Regions from separate parts of the Capra hircus genome. Here region 1 is linked to region 2. The links are chromatin contacts, called in public Hi-C maps. All regions are on one chromosome and are shown on one strand. The core of a region is the stretch at or near the end of the contact, and the rest is flanking DNA. Distances in the headings are between cores, read along the strand shown. Region 1 holds the start of MYCL (protein L-Myc). Region 2 has its middle 25 kb from the start of BMP8B.

The links. A called contact is a pair of places that touch in the nucleus more often than the background predicts.
Region 1: a contact with region 2 is called in a Hi-C map of blood, with 4 times the contacts expected there. The contact joins the promoter of MYCL here to the enhancer-like site in region 2. A contact is called at or near these places in 4 of 5 Hi-C or Micro-C datasets (blood and liver).

What each region holds. Positions count from the first base shown.
Region 1 is chr3:14,617,334-14,623,517 of ARS1.2, forward strand. It overlaps MYCL (protein L-Myc), which reads right to left and starts at 3,933. Exons shown (of 3, transcript XM_018042224.1): 1 at 3,733-3,933; 2 at 2,869-3,373. The coding sequence starts at 3,813.
Region 2 is chr3:14,541,053-14,547,120 of ARS1.2, forward strand. No RefSeq gene overlaps it. Among named protein-coding and RNA genes, the nearest start is that of BMP8B, 25 kb to the left of the region's middle. Within about 2 kb of position 1,704, at least 2 of the 5 cell types and tissues checked have an H3K27ac peak or open chromatin away from gene starts, as enhancers often do.

The DNA of each region.
Region 1 (6,184 bases), core at 2,683-5,182, 79 kb after region 2:
TTTAGATATAAACAAATTCACGTGGGGAGAAAGACAACTGATTCAATTGTATCAAGGCTAAGGGTGGTGTGAAGGAAAGGAAGGGAAATAAGCAAGAAGGAAAATATTCTCCAATTTCTCTTTGCACAGCAAGGCTTAGATAAGAACAAAAGGCAGACCCAAGCCAACAGCCCCCAGTCTGCACAGGCTCTCCCCTCCCCCACCGATGGGATGGAGAGAAAGAGCTATCGGCCTGGGACAAAGTTTTAACTATAAAGATCTTCCCCAGTCGGGCTCTTTCATACCCCATCAGAATTGTAAATGAGGGGTCTGTGGGCAGAGCTGCCCTTTGTTCCAGCCCAGCACAGCCTGCACTTGGGAATTGTTACTTTTCACAAGTTATAAATCCTATTATTCCCCCACCTCTCTATTCTGCCGTCCCTTTCAGCAGAAGAGTCAGAGAAGGGAGGGCTACAACCCATCCCTCCTCACCCACAGAGGGGAGGGAAAGGGTTTCCCTTAGGAGCATTTTGCTCCTGGGTTCAGTGGGTTTCTAAAGTCACCCATCATTTATAGGTCGCCTGCCCCACCCACTTCCCTGGACCAGAAGAGGATTGGATTTGTAATCACAGGTCAGCAGAAGCCGCAGGAACTTCACGGAGGTACAAAAGACCATTTCCAAGCTACTTGTGCTAGGGGGTCAGGAATTGAGCGGCAAGAGAATGTCTTGATACAGGGGCCAAAACACTAGCAACACCTGGACATGCCTCTATCTTTCCCTTACTCCAAGATCTCAGCTTACCCCAACCAGGAGAGGGACAATTAGGGGAGAACGTTACTGCTCCTCACTGTTTTGCAGCCCCCACAGAGAAGGCCACCTTCATGCATTTCAGCCTGACAACAGAAGAGCTCAGTTCTCAGCCTCTTTCGCAAATCACGAAGCTTGAGCCCCTTTGTCAGGAAGGCTTCCATTGTGTGGACAATCGCATTATTTCTCCATTAATAAAACCTGACCATTCAGCCCTCCTGGCCCCGAGACCTGTGATTGGCTGGCTGAGCGGAGTTTGGAATGCGGTCTTACTCAGCCCCGAGCCCCTATTGGCTGAGCTTTGCCGTCAGTCACTCTCCCCACCCCCCTCATTGTTTGCAATCTGTTGCATTTTGTTCTGGGCCATGTGGCCTGTGAGTGAACCAGGAGCTTGCAAACAGGTTCAGGGTAAAGGGCAGGTTAGAAAATGATACAGGAGACTTCCCCACATCCCAAACCTTTAATACTTCAGGGTTAAGCCCCATAGCTGGGGAAGGTTCTGCCTAAGAAAAAAATTATGTGAGACACCATTCTCCTTTTCAGAGAGCATGTCTAACTCTACCCAGACAAGGACATGTCCTCAGCTGGATGATCAGGTCAAACTCGCTAACATGCAAAGGGAGAAACTGAGAGCCAGGTCAGCCAAGTCCACACAGCACCTTTATAACATTCTGGATCTAAAACTAAGATCTCCAGATTCCCGAAACAATGCACTTTCCACTCTACCATATCAGCTTTTGTAGAGATACATCTTTATTGGTTTCTTGATCTCAAAGTTCCCATTCCAGCCATTAAACAAACAGAAGGTCTTGGTGTAAAAAGCAGGCAGGTTAAAAATGACCTTAACATAGTGAACCAGAAAAAAAATTTTTTTGACTTTTCATTGTGTTTCCTTCCTTATGTTCACCCTTAAATGTATGAGAACCTCCATACCCATTCCCCAGTTCCCTCTAAATGGTCATGTAAATTTTTTTTTTAATTATTCTTAAAAGCTACTTGAGTTTTCAGTCCTGATTTATCTGACACAAGCCTCAGTGTGCAAACTATAAAACACCCTCCCCAGTATTTCTCATGGGCACCTCGAAGAAGAGGTTAGGCTAAGAATGACACAGTCTGGTGGCAGAGATGCAGCAGGCTGTGCTCAGTGAGATGTACACTTGCATTCAACGATGGGGAAGGGGAGCCTGGAGCTCCATATTTGTGACCCCCAGCACTAACCCCAGAGCTTAGCACAAAGTAGAGGCCAGTGAACATTTGTTGAATACAAATGAAGCAGCTGAAAGCCCTCAGATGAACTGTTCCTAGAGGAACACTTCACCACAGGCCAGAGCAAAATGGCAAGATGTACCACTTCTCAGATAAGATAACCAGTAAGTTCCTCTAAACATCAGAGAAGTGCCTGGTTGGGATGGAGGACTGAGCAAAAGAAGCTGGCTGGATGGCAGGAAGCTGGCGTTCACTTCTGGCGATTTCCTATTTCTAAGCCTCGGTTTTTCCATCTGTTAATGGGGAGCAGTCATTCCTCCATTACTGTCTCAGGGGTGATGTGAGGATGAATACGTGGTAAGAGGTGGGGATGGAGGAGGAGCCATTATTGTCATTTTAAAATAAAGCAGGCAGGAGACCAGGTTTTTTAAAGGATGAAGGCTTTGGCTTTGCACAAAAGGCTTCTCAGCTTCTCTCCCCAGGGGAGTGAGTTTCCCAGAGAAAGAGACAGCAACAAAAAAATTCAAGTCTGGAGTGACCCTTAAGGGACCCTTTCCAGCCTTCGGAGGGCATAAATCCCCTGCGGTCCAATCCCCGTATTGTTCTCCCTAAGTGCCAAGCCTCACCCTGTCTCCCTTGTCCCCTGGGGCTCCAATCATCATCAAAGGGACGCTGGCTCCCACGCCACTTCTTCAAACTGTTTACTAACACTCCCACGTGCCAGACAGACACCGCTGGGGGCTACACCGGCAGCTTCAGCCAGAGGAAGAGGGAGGTGGCGGAAGGGCTTGCGCAGACCCAGTGCCTGACCTCAGCGGCAGAGGTTTGGCCACCCATGGGGTGCCCCCTCTTGGATGACCCGGGGCGGTCCTTACCCGAGTCGCTTGGGCTCTCGGACCCCGAGCAGGCCTGGGTCTTGGGCTCGCCCAGCGGACAGGGGGCAGCGGGCGCCGGGTTGCCGGCTTCGAGGCTGGGAGCGCAGTCCGGGGCGGCGGGCGCCTTGGGCGGGTTCCCCCGGGGCGCGCCAGCGACAAGCCGGTCGCTCACCGCTCTCTCCAGCCGTTCCCGGGCCGAAAAGCCGCTCCACATACAGTCTCGGCGGATGATGGAAGCGTAGTTCCTGCCCCAAGCTTTCGAGTGACCCCGGGATTCTGCATCGTCCCCGGCGCCCCCTCCGGGCCACGGCTCCGGAGGACCAATTCCGGGGCCCGCGTCTCCGTCGCCGGGACCGGAGCTCCAGGGCGGCGACGTGGGGGGCGACGGCACCAGCTCGAATTTCTTCCAGATGTCCTCGCTGGGCGCCGTGGAGCGGTAGAAATCCTCTCCGCAGTCATAGTCGTAGAAATAGTGCTGGTACGAGTCGAAGTCCATGTCCGCTCCCTGCGGGAGGGAAGGGGGATGTGCTGACCCAGGTGCGGGCCCAGGGAGGGAAGCGTCCCCCGGCCCCCCAGTACAGCTGGCTGCCAGGCTCTCGTACGTCTCCAACCTCACGGCTTGGAGCCCGCGCCCTTCCCTAGCGTCCCGGGCAGCCCGGACCCAGGTCAGCGTGCCTGGGGAAGCTGCTCACAGCGCGCGGACTAGGCTGCAGGGAGCGAGTTCAAAGCAAACTTTGCCAGCGCCGCCCGGAGCGCAGCTCCGAGGGCCCGGCCGGGTCGGGCGGGGGCGCGCTGTGCCCAGAAGGCAGCCTGCAGCCCGCCTCCCGGGACCCGCGCCCGTTCCCAGGCTGCCCGCAGCCTCACCTCGCTCCCGCCACCGGCCACCTGGAGCGGACCGGCTCCCCGCCCGCTCGGGGCAGCGAAGCAGCCCGCACACTTGCACATGCGCGCCACCGAGTGCGAGGCCCGCACACAAGCGCTAGCCTCCCAGCGCGCGCTCCCGCCCTCGCTCGCGCACGGCGGCCCGGACGCTCCCGGGAGCGGCGCGGGAGCGCGAGGTGCAGGCGCATTGTTTCCAGGCTGCCTTATATCTCGTCGCGCGCCCGCGGCTCAGGGACAGGGGGCGGGCCCTACGGGACCAGCCCCGCCCACGCCCCGCCTCCTCGGTCGACAGGTGGGGGCTGTGGAGTCCCAGGCCCACCAAATGAACTGCACAGTGCGGAGTGCGGAGCGCGGAGCTGGCGGCGGGCTGATGCGGCCCGGCGGTCGCTCGGTGGGGTCGTAACTCTTTAGAGAGGCTCGGGAGGTCCTCTGGAGGCTGAGCGAGAACGGAGCTCCTTGCATACTCTGGGTTCAGGAAAACTACTCCCTGCTCCGCGAGCCTACTTCCCCGAACTCGCCCCGTTTAGTTTTGGTACGTCTGGCCCGCGAGAGGGTAGTAGGGGGCAGCCGCACCTCGACCGCGCCACCTGGTGGTCATCAGCCTTAAACCCCAGCCCGGTCCCCGGCACTGTCTTCCTCACCGTTTGGCCCCGCTTCATCAGCTTGGTGTTCCCAAACCTGGACGGACCTCAGCGAAGCAAGGTGGTGAAGATTCCGGAGCCTGAAATTTAAACTTTCTGAGCTTCAGTCTCATCTATAAAATGAAGGGATGGTAATACCTCACAGAACTGTTGTGAGGGTTTAAGAAGACAGTATCTAGGGAAGGGAACTAGGCCAGGAGAGGCAAGCAGAACAAATTTAGCTTCTGGTATGGGTGATAAGGAGAATTTTCCCCAAAAAACAGATCAAGGCGATTCCCCTCCCTCAAACCACACACAAAACATTCTGTATCAGCTGTCCTAATACAGGAAAGAATGGGAGTTTGGAGTCTGGAAACTTCATTCAAGCCTTTGTTTTGCTACTTGCTAGCTCTACAGTCAAGTCCTTTTAAGCCTCTATTTACTTATCTGTAAAATGAGAATCTGGATTGTAGCTGTATCTCTGGCCAAGATGATGGACATATAAACCTTGTATCCTCTTCTACGCAGACTTCCTTCAGTAGAAGAGGAAAAGCTAAACTATGGGGTATTCTATTCAGACCAAGGAAAGTAACCTGGGATAGCAGCCAATACATCTAGAATGCTCTAACTGGCCTTCAAGGTCTGGTCTACAAGCAGCAGCCCGATTACCTGCTGTCTTTCTCTCCCACCGCTGTGGTCTAAGAACACCAAACTACTCGCTGATGAAACCCCAGCAGAGGGATGTGAGATGTGCAAGCAGCTCAGTGTGGCTGGAGCATGAGACACTAAACACGAGTTGATATACAAGTTGGCAGAAAAGGAAAGAAAGACGACAGCCTCTGTTTTGCATATGTTAGCTTGAAGGTGCATGTGGACATCTTTGAAGGCAGCAACTAGTTCTTACTAGCTTTGCAATTTAAGTACATAGAACAGCTTGTGATTGAACTTACTAAGTGACTCAGCCAACCAGATTTTATTGAGAGAGCCTGTGTGTCCTGCTTTGTGCTGAATGGAAGTCACAGATCAGAGAGGTTCCAGGTTGGTTGCAGTCCTGAGGCAGAGGGGTTGGATTTGTCTTTGGGGAACTTGTTCTCTGGTCTACAGATATGTGAAATGGTTGCTATACTAGTCGGAGTTCTTGGTTACAAACGACAGATACATTTAAGCAGAAAATCATTTTACTGGGAAGATTTGGGGCATAGAATCCACGGGAGGCTTGGGAATATGTGCTTGAGAAATGGATCTTCTTTCTCTGTCAAGATGAGATTCATTGCTCAACAGCCCCTCCCCATGGTTCATTGTAGTAGGTGATTTCTGGAGACAACCAGGATGTGTCCTCACCTCAAGAACTAGAATAACGTAAATTAAGTTGTCTTCTGAGAGTTAGACTGCTCCTTCACATTGCATACTTTGTTTTCCTCACCAGACTGTAAGCTCACTGAGGGCTAGGTCAGATGTCAGCCTTGTTGACTGCTGCAACTCCAGAGTTTAGAACAGAGCCTGACACGTCGGACGTGCTTTGTAAATGTGTTGCCTGTTTGGAGACAAGTCTCTAATGCTTTAACGTAGAAATGTGCCAGTCTACCTACTGGAGACAGAATCACTGTCAGGCTCAGTCTAGACTGTAACCTGAATAAAGGTACTGATACAACTAAAGAGGAGGTGCTAGTAAGAAAGAGTCTGGACAGTCAACAAAACAGAGATCAAGAAGCAATCACCAGAGTGTCATCCTAGCCCTGTCTGGGGACAAAGATGCTGGTCCAGGAACAAGGGATATGGAAACATCATTCTTTGAAACCACCCAATTCACCGCC
Region 2 (6,068 bases), core at 454-2,953:
GTAATGATGCTTCCTAAGGCCCACTTGACTTCCCATTCCAGGATGTCTGGCTCTAGGTGAGTGATCACACCATCATGATTAGCTGGGTCATGAAAATCTTTTTTGTATAGTTTTTGTGTGTATTCTTGCCACCTCTTCTTAATATCTTCTGCTTCTGTTAGGTCCAGACCATTTCTGTCCTTTATTGTGCCCATCTTTGCAGGAAATATTCCTTTGATATCTCTGATTTTCTTGAAGAGATCTCTAGTCTTTCCCATTCTATTGTTTTCCTCTATTTCTTTGTGCATTGATTGCTGAGGAAGGCTTTCTTATCTCCTTGCTATTCTTTGGAACTCTGCATTCAAATGGGTATATCTTTCCTTTTCTCCTTTGCTTTTCACTTCTCTTCTTTTGTCAGCTACTTGTAAGGCCTCCTCAGACAGCCATTTTGCTTTTTTGCATTTCTTTTTCTTGGGGATGGTCTTGAGCCCTGTCTCCTGTACAATGTCGTGAACCTCCATCCATAGCTCTTCAGGCGCTCTGTCTATCAGATCTAATCCCTTGAATCTATTTTTCACTTCCACTATATAATCATAAGGCATTTGAGTTAGGTCATACCTGTTCATGGGGTCGCAAAGAGTGGAACAGGACTGAAGTGATTTGGCACATAGCACGTTTCCCCCTGGGTGCTAGGCTGCTTGTGTCCACCAGGGGGCAGAGAGAAGCCAGACATCCGGACACAGGCTCCATGTTTGCCTGAACTTCCAGCCTTTCTTTCTGGTGAGAGATCTTGGTATCAGGGATCTGACCCCCCGTTTCTCATGTTACGATAGGATAAACTGGGTGAGGGAGGGATAGTGACCGACCCAGGTGGCAGAGCCAGTTAGGAGCACAAGAGGGACCAGAACCAGGCGCTGCCTGGGAGAAGGCTTCTCTCAGTGGTGTTGGGAGCTTTTTCTAGGGAACCTCTCCTGAGTCTTGCCCTGCTGTCTAGAGCTGGTTCAGGCCCATGAAGAGGGACCACCTCTGGAATGGCCTTCCTTCATCCAGCCCAGGGAATATCCAGGTCAGGGGAACAGGGTTTGGCCTGGGAATCAGGGGCCGAGGGTCACGGTTGGGGATTTTCCTCCCAGGCCTTGTTGCTCTTTATAAGACACTGCAGCTTGGATCTGCACACACAGAAACAAGAAGCAAGTGGGGGTTGAAGTCCAGCTCCATGCCCTGCTCCACTTGGCACAGCTGGGGGCCCTGGAGGAAGGCTGGGTCCACCTGGAGAAAGCAGCTTCCTTTTCTGAACCATCAGAAGCACCACTCGGGCTTCAGCGGCCCGGATGACAGCAGTCACTAGGGCACGGGGTGGGGAAAGGTGCGCTGCTGGCTAGGGCTGGGAGCTGAACCTGGGGCTCCTGGGTTTTCTGAACGAAAGAGCTGTGGTGAGGTGGTCTCTTGCCCAGATTCATGCTCCTGAAATCTTGCTCACAGGAAGGAGGGGAGAAAGGAGAAGGAATGGGACATCAGCTGGCTACCCCTCAGGAGGCTGGACCTCCCCTCTGAGGAGCTTCCAGCTTTGCCCAAGATATGTCCCCCAAGAACCACGCCACTACCCTGAGGGGGGTGTCCAGAGTCCTCTACCTTTCACTCTCCTGGGACCCTCTGAAGACACCTTGGGGCAGAGTGGCAGTAACTGGAAGTCCAGGCAGCCCCAAAGGGCCCCTGGGTGGAAATGGGGTGAGAGGAAGAGCTCCCCATGGGATGCCCACTGCAGAGAGCCAGGCAGGTATTCCCGGCTGGGCCTCCTGAGGCCATGTAAGGACCTGGCCTGGGCTGGCCCGGAGGTCAGATTCCTCAGCCTGGGTGCTGCAGGCACAGGAGAGGCGGCCAGTCGTGGCGGGAGGATTCCTTTGTTCCAGGTATTTTCTCAACGGTGGGGCCGGGCTGCCTGCCAGGTGCCAGGGCGTGGCTCTGGCCTCCCGCGCACAAGCAGTTTTGCCGCCAAGCCCTGGCCTGGCAGCTCCTTCCCGCGCTTCCTCTGCCAGGCCCGGCAAAGGAGAGGCAGGGCCTGGGGGGCAGAGAGAGCGGTCTGGACTCTCGGCCCCAACCAGCGTCATTTAGGACTCAGGGCTCCTGGTGGTGGTTAGCATTTCGAACGAAATTCTTCCAAGAGAATGCATTAAAGATGTCTAAAAATACAAACTTCAGCTCAACAAAATATGGTAAAAGTGCAATGTTGGGCGTGGGCTCTGCCTGGATGTGAGTGAATCCCAGCTCCACCACCTCCTAGCTGTGTGAGCAGGGCAGTTACTCCCCCTTTGTGCCTCAGTCTCCACATCTGAGAATGAGAGAGGACAGTGCTACCTACCTCAGAGAAATGTTATGAGGATTTAGCAAGTTATTACATGTAAAGCTCTCAGACCAAAGTGTGGGGCAGGGTGCGAGGTGTGGAAGTGTTTACTGAGAGCATGATGGGGCATCAGTGAGGTAAATGTTAGCCCAGACTCTCAGCTGCACAGAACAGAAACCGCTCAGCCAAGTTGAATAAAAGAGAAGAATTTAATACAAGTCTTCAGAGATGTCTCAAGGAACCCAAGGGTAGCGGGCAGCCAGGCCTCAAGGGAACAAGGTCAGGATCCTTAAAGCCATGGGGCAGGGGACTTCCCTGGTGGTCCAGTGGTTAAGAACCACCTTGCAATGCAGGTGATGTGGGTTCGATCCCTGGTTGAGGAACTAAGATCCCATACGCAGTGGGGCAACTAATCCCGCACGCCACAGCTACCGAGTCTGTGCACTTCCATGAAAGATCCTGCATGACTGAACGAAGAGCCCACATGCCACAATTAAGACCCAAAGAAGCTAAATAAATAAATAAATATTGGGGGGGAGGGGTGTGGTGGGGGAAACATGGAGAGGAGAGCAAGCTTCTCTTCCTCTCTGGGCCTCACTGTCTATTTCCTAAAACACATGGCCAAACGTGACCAGCTCTCGGTTCTCAGGGCAGATGAGCTCAGAAATGGACTGGCGTATCTGAAGCCCAACAGCAAAAGCAGGGCAGGGAGAACCCATTTCCTAGTCTGGGTCGTGCACCCAGAGCCCAGCAGCTGCAGCCAGGCCCAGAGACGGCAGCACAGGCGGGCTGACGCCCCCTAGAGCACCCACCTGCCCCCGTTGTGCTCCGGAGCAGGGAGCATGAGAAACCTGGGCTGCGGTCCTGGTACAGCCTCGGGAAATCACTATGTCTCTGGACCCCTTTCCTCTTCCACTCTCTTTTATCTCAGCGCTTGGGTTGTACTATAATGATGTGCTTGTGGATCTGTCTTCCTTGCTAGGCTGTGATTTTCATTCATTCTTTCAACATAATAAACGTCTACCAAGCACCACCCATGTGTTAGGGGTACAGTGATGACTCCAACTCAGCTCTTGCTCCTTCCCAGGGGCTCTCTCTGGCTTGGCGTGTAGCCATGGGAAATAGGTCACAGCCTTAGTGTCTGTTCTGAAGACTGTCCTACACCTCTGATACTCAGTGACAGGATCCCACCCTTTTCATTTTATGAGGCTTATAAGGTTCCTGAGCTGTTGTGGAAAATGAGTGTCCACAGGAAATGGGTTGGTTGGGGCATGGCATGGGTGGGCCCCAACCTCCTGCTGGGTGATTGATTCCAGGGCAACAGCAGGCAGCCGTTAAGAGAAGGGCTTCACCGGCAAGTGAGGAGCAGAACGGGCATTGTGTTCCTCAGCACGGGTGATGGCAGGGCGGATGCAGAGCGCCGTGGATGGTGACCGACGTGGGCTTGACTGTCCCAGCACAGCCTGACCCAGCCGCTGGGCAGCCTCTTGACACTGACTGTGCTCCTCTCCAAGGGGCTGCCAAAGAGTTGGCTAAACAACAACTGCCGATGAACAATGTTGTGATGGTTTCAGGTGGACAGCCAAGGGACGCAGCCATGCATATACATGTATCCATTTCCCCCCAAACTCCTCATATCCCTCTTTGGACTGGGTGGCAGACTTAGGCCAGATGGCAGAGGCAAACCTGACTCCTCCCAAGAGGTGCCCAGTGTGTCACCTCTGGTGGCACAGGCAGCCTCACAGCTGCCAGGGCCTTGCAGGGCAGTGCACAGGACAGAAGTCCAAGCAGGTGAGCTCTGGCGCCACACCTGCGTGAGCTCCGTCGGATGCACTAGCCCACTAGAGACACAGTGTAATGCCCGAGCCGGTGCACCTCGGGGCAGCTGGGGACAGAACCAGTGTTTCTGACAGGGACAAAAATAACTCAGTGGAGTTTCCCATGAGTTAAACCAAACATTCAAACTCTGAATACAAAGTGCATGGGGTGAAAGTCACATATCATAAAAACACAGCAAACACCAAAGCCGGCTCTTCCTGCAAAACAAGTGGGAGCCGAGGCCTGGGAGCAGATGAGATCACTGAGATCTTTCAGGGAGGGCTTGTGGCCCTGGAGGAGAGGAGGTCCAGCGAAACCAGCTTCCACAGGGGGTGCAAAAGGGGGCGGGGGGCGGGGGAGCTCTGACAGCCTCCGCTTATATCTCCAGGGCTGACATCAATGGGAAGTCCACAGATGCTTGATGACTGGCTTGATTTGTGTTTTATCTTCTGTAGACTATAAAAAGGGAAGAAAGAGTATATGGGGAAATACATGTACCAATAAAAACAACACGAAACCAAATACATACTTATTTTTCAGATAACTAAATTCAGTATGTGTGAAACTGGATTTCACTCAGAGAGGGCTTAAACTGTAAACAAGATGAATACAAATTATCTCAGAATAATGCCAGACTGTAAAGAATTTGCCTGCACTGCAGGAGACCCAGGTTTGATCCCTGGGTCGGGAAGATCCCCTGGAGAAGGGCATGCATGGTAACCCGCTCCAGTATTCTTGCCTGGAGAATCCCATGGACAGAGGGGCCCGGTGGGCTACAGTCCATGGGATCACAAAGATTCGGACATGACTGAGCGAGTGACACTTTCACTTACTTTCACTAGTGAATCAAGTGAGTGCAAATTCAATTGCCTTAAGACAACGTTATAGGACTATACAACTAGGGGGGAAAAAGAGGTAAGGAAGCCCGAAATTGGTGAGGCCGTGGGGAACAAGGGCCCCACCAGCTGCAGGTGAGAAGAGCATCATGGCCATCTGGACAGCAGCAATAACAGGGTGCACACCCTGGAGCAGGGCTCCTTGAACTGCACTTTAAAGAAATTCACGTAAGCAAAACTGGGAGTTTTCAAAAGGAAATGGGGGTGTCCAGGAACCCCAGGAAGCCCCTGAGGCCTGGGAGGGTCAGAAACCAGGAAGTGGGTGAGAAGCCTGCAGTAAGCTCTCTCTCCTAGTCTGGGCCTCCCTGGCACATCTGCTTTTTTTCCTCTTTCTCTGCAGATCTTTTTTGCCATGCACCCATTCATACAACCAATATTTATTTTGTGTATGTGCTCAAACATTACATTTCCTTGTTTGATATACTCAGCAAAGACTGAGTTGTAATTTGAAATCCTCGGGAGGAGGAGTCTGATTGGCTCAGCCTACACTTGTCTAATCAGCTAGGCAGGGTTTCTTATCTCACAGTGGGCTGGACTCTCTGATTCCTTTTTCCACAGAAAGATGTCTATGTAAAAGTGATCTCTAATTTACATGATCACATCTAATCATGGATGGGATTAGATAAACTGGAGAGGGGATGTCCCAAGGCAGGGAGGCAGGTAACATTAACCATTAACCCACCCAGAACTTCTGAACTGTAGGCTTCCAGCCAGAACATCTTTTTCCTGCTTCCACACTCCCTATCCTTAGAGTCCATGTTCCACACAGCAGCCAAATTGATCTTTTAACTTGCAAATCAGATTATATTCTTCCACTGCTAAAATCAAACAGAAGAAACAAAAGACAAACCAAAAAGACCTCTTCAATGCTTTCCAGTGGCAATTAGAATTAGGCATGGCCCACAGCATTCCGCACTCAGGTGGTATCATCCCTCAGAGGGTCTTCCCTGACTGTCCCACCTGAACTAGTCACACCTCCCTCAACACAAATTCTCTCCAGGCTCAACCTGAATGTCCAGTTCCATACAGTACCT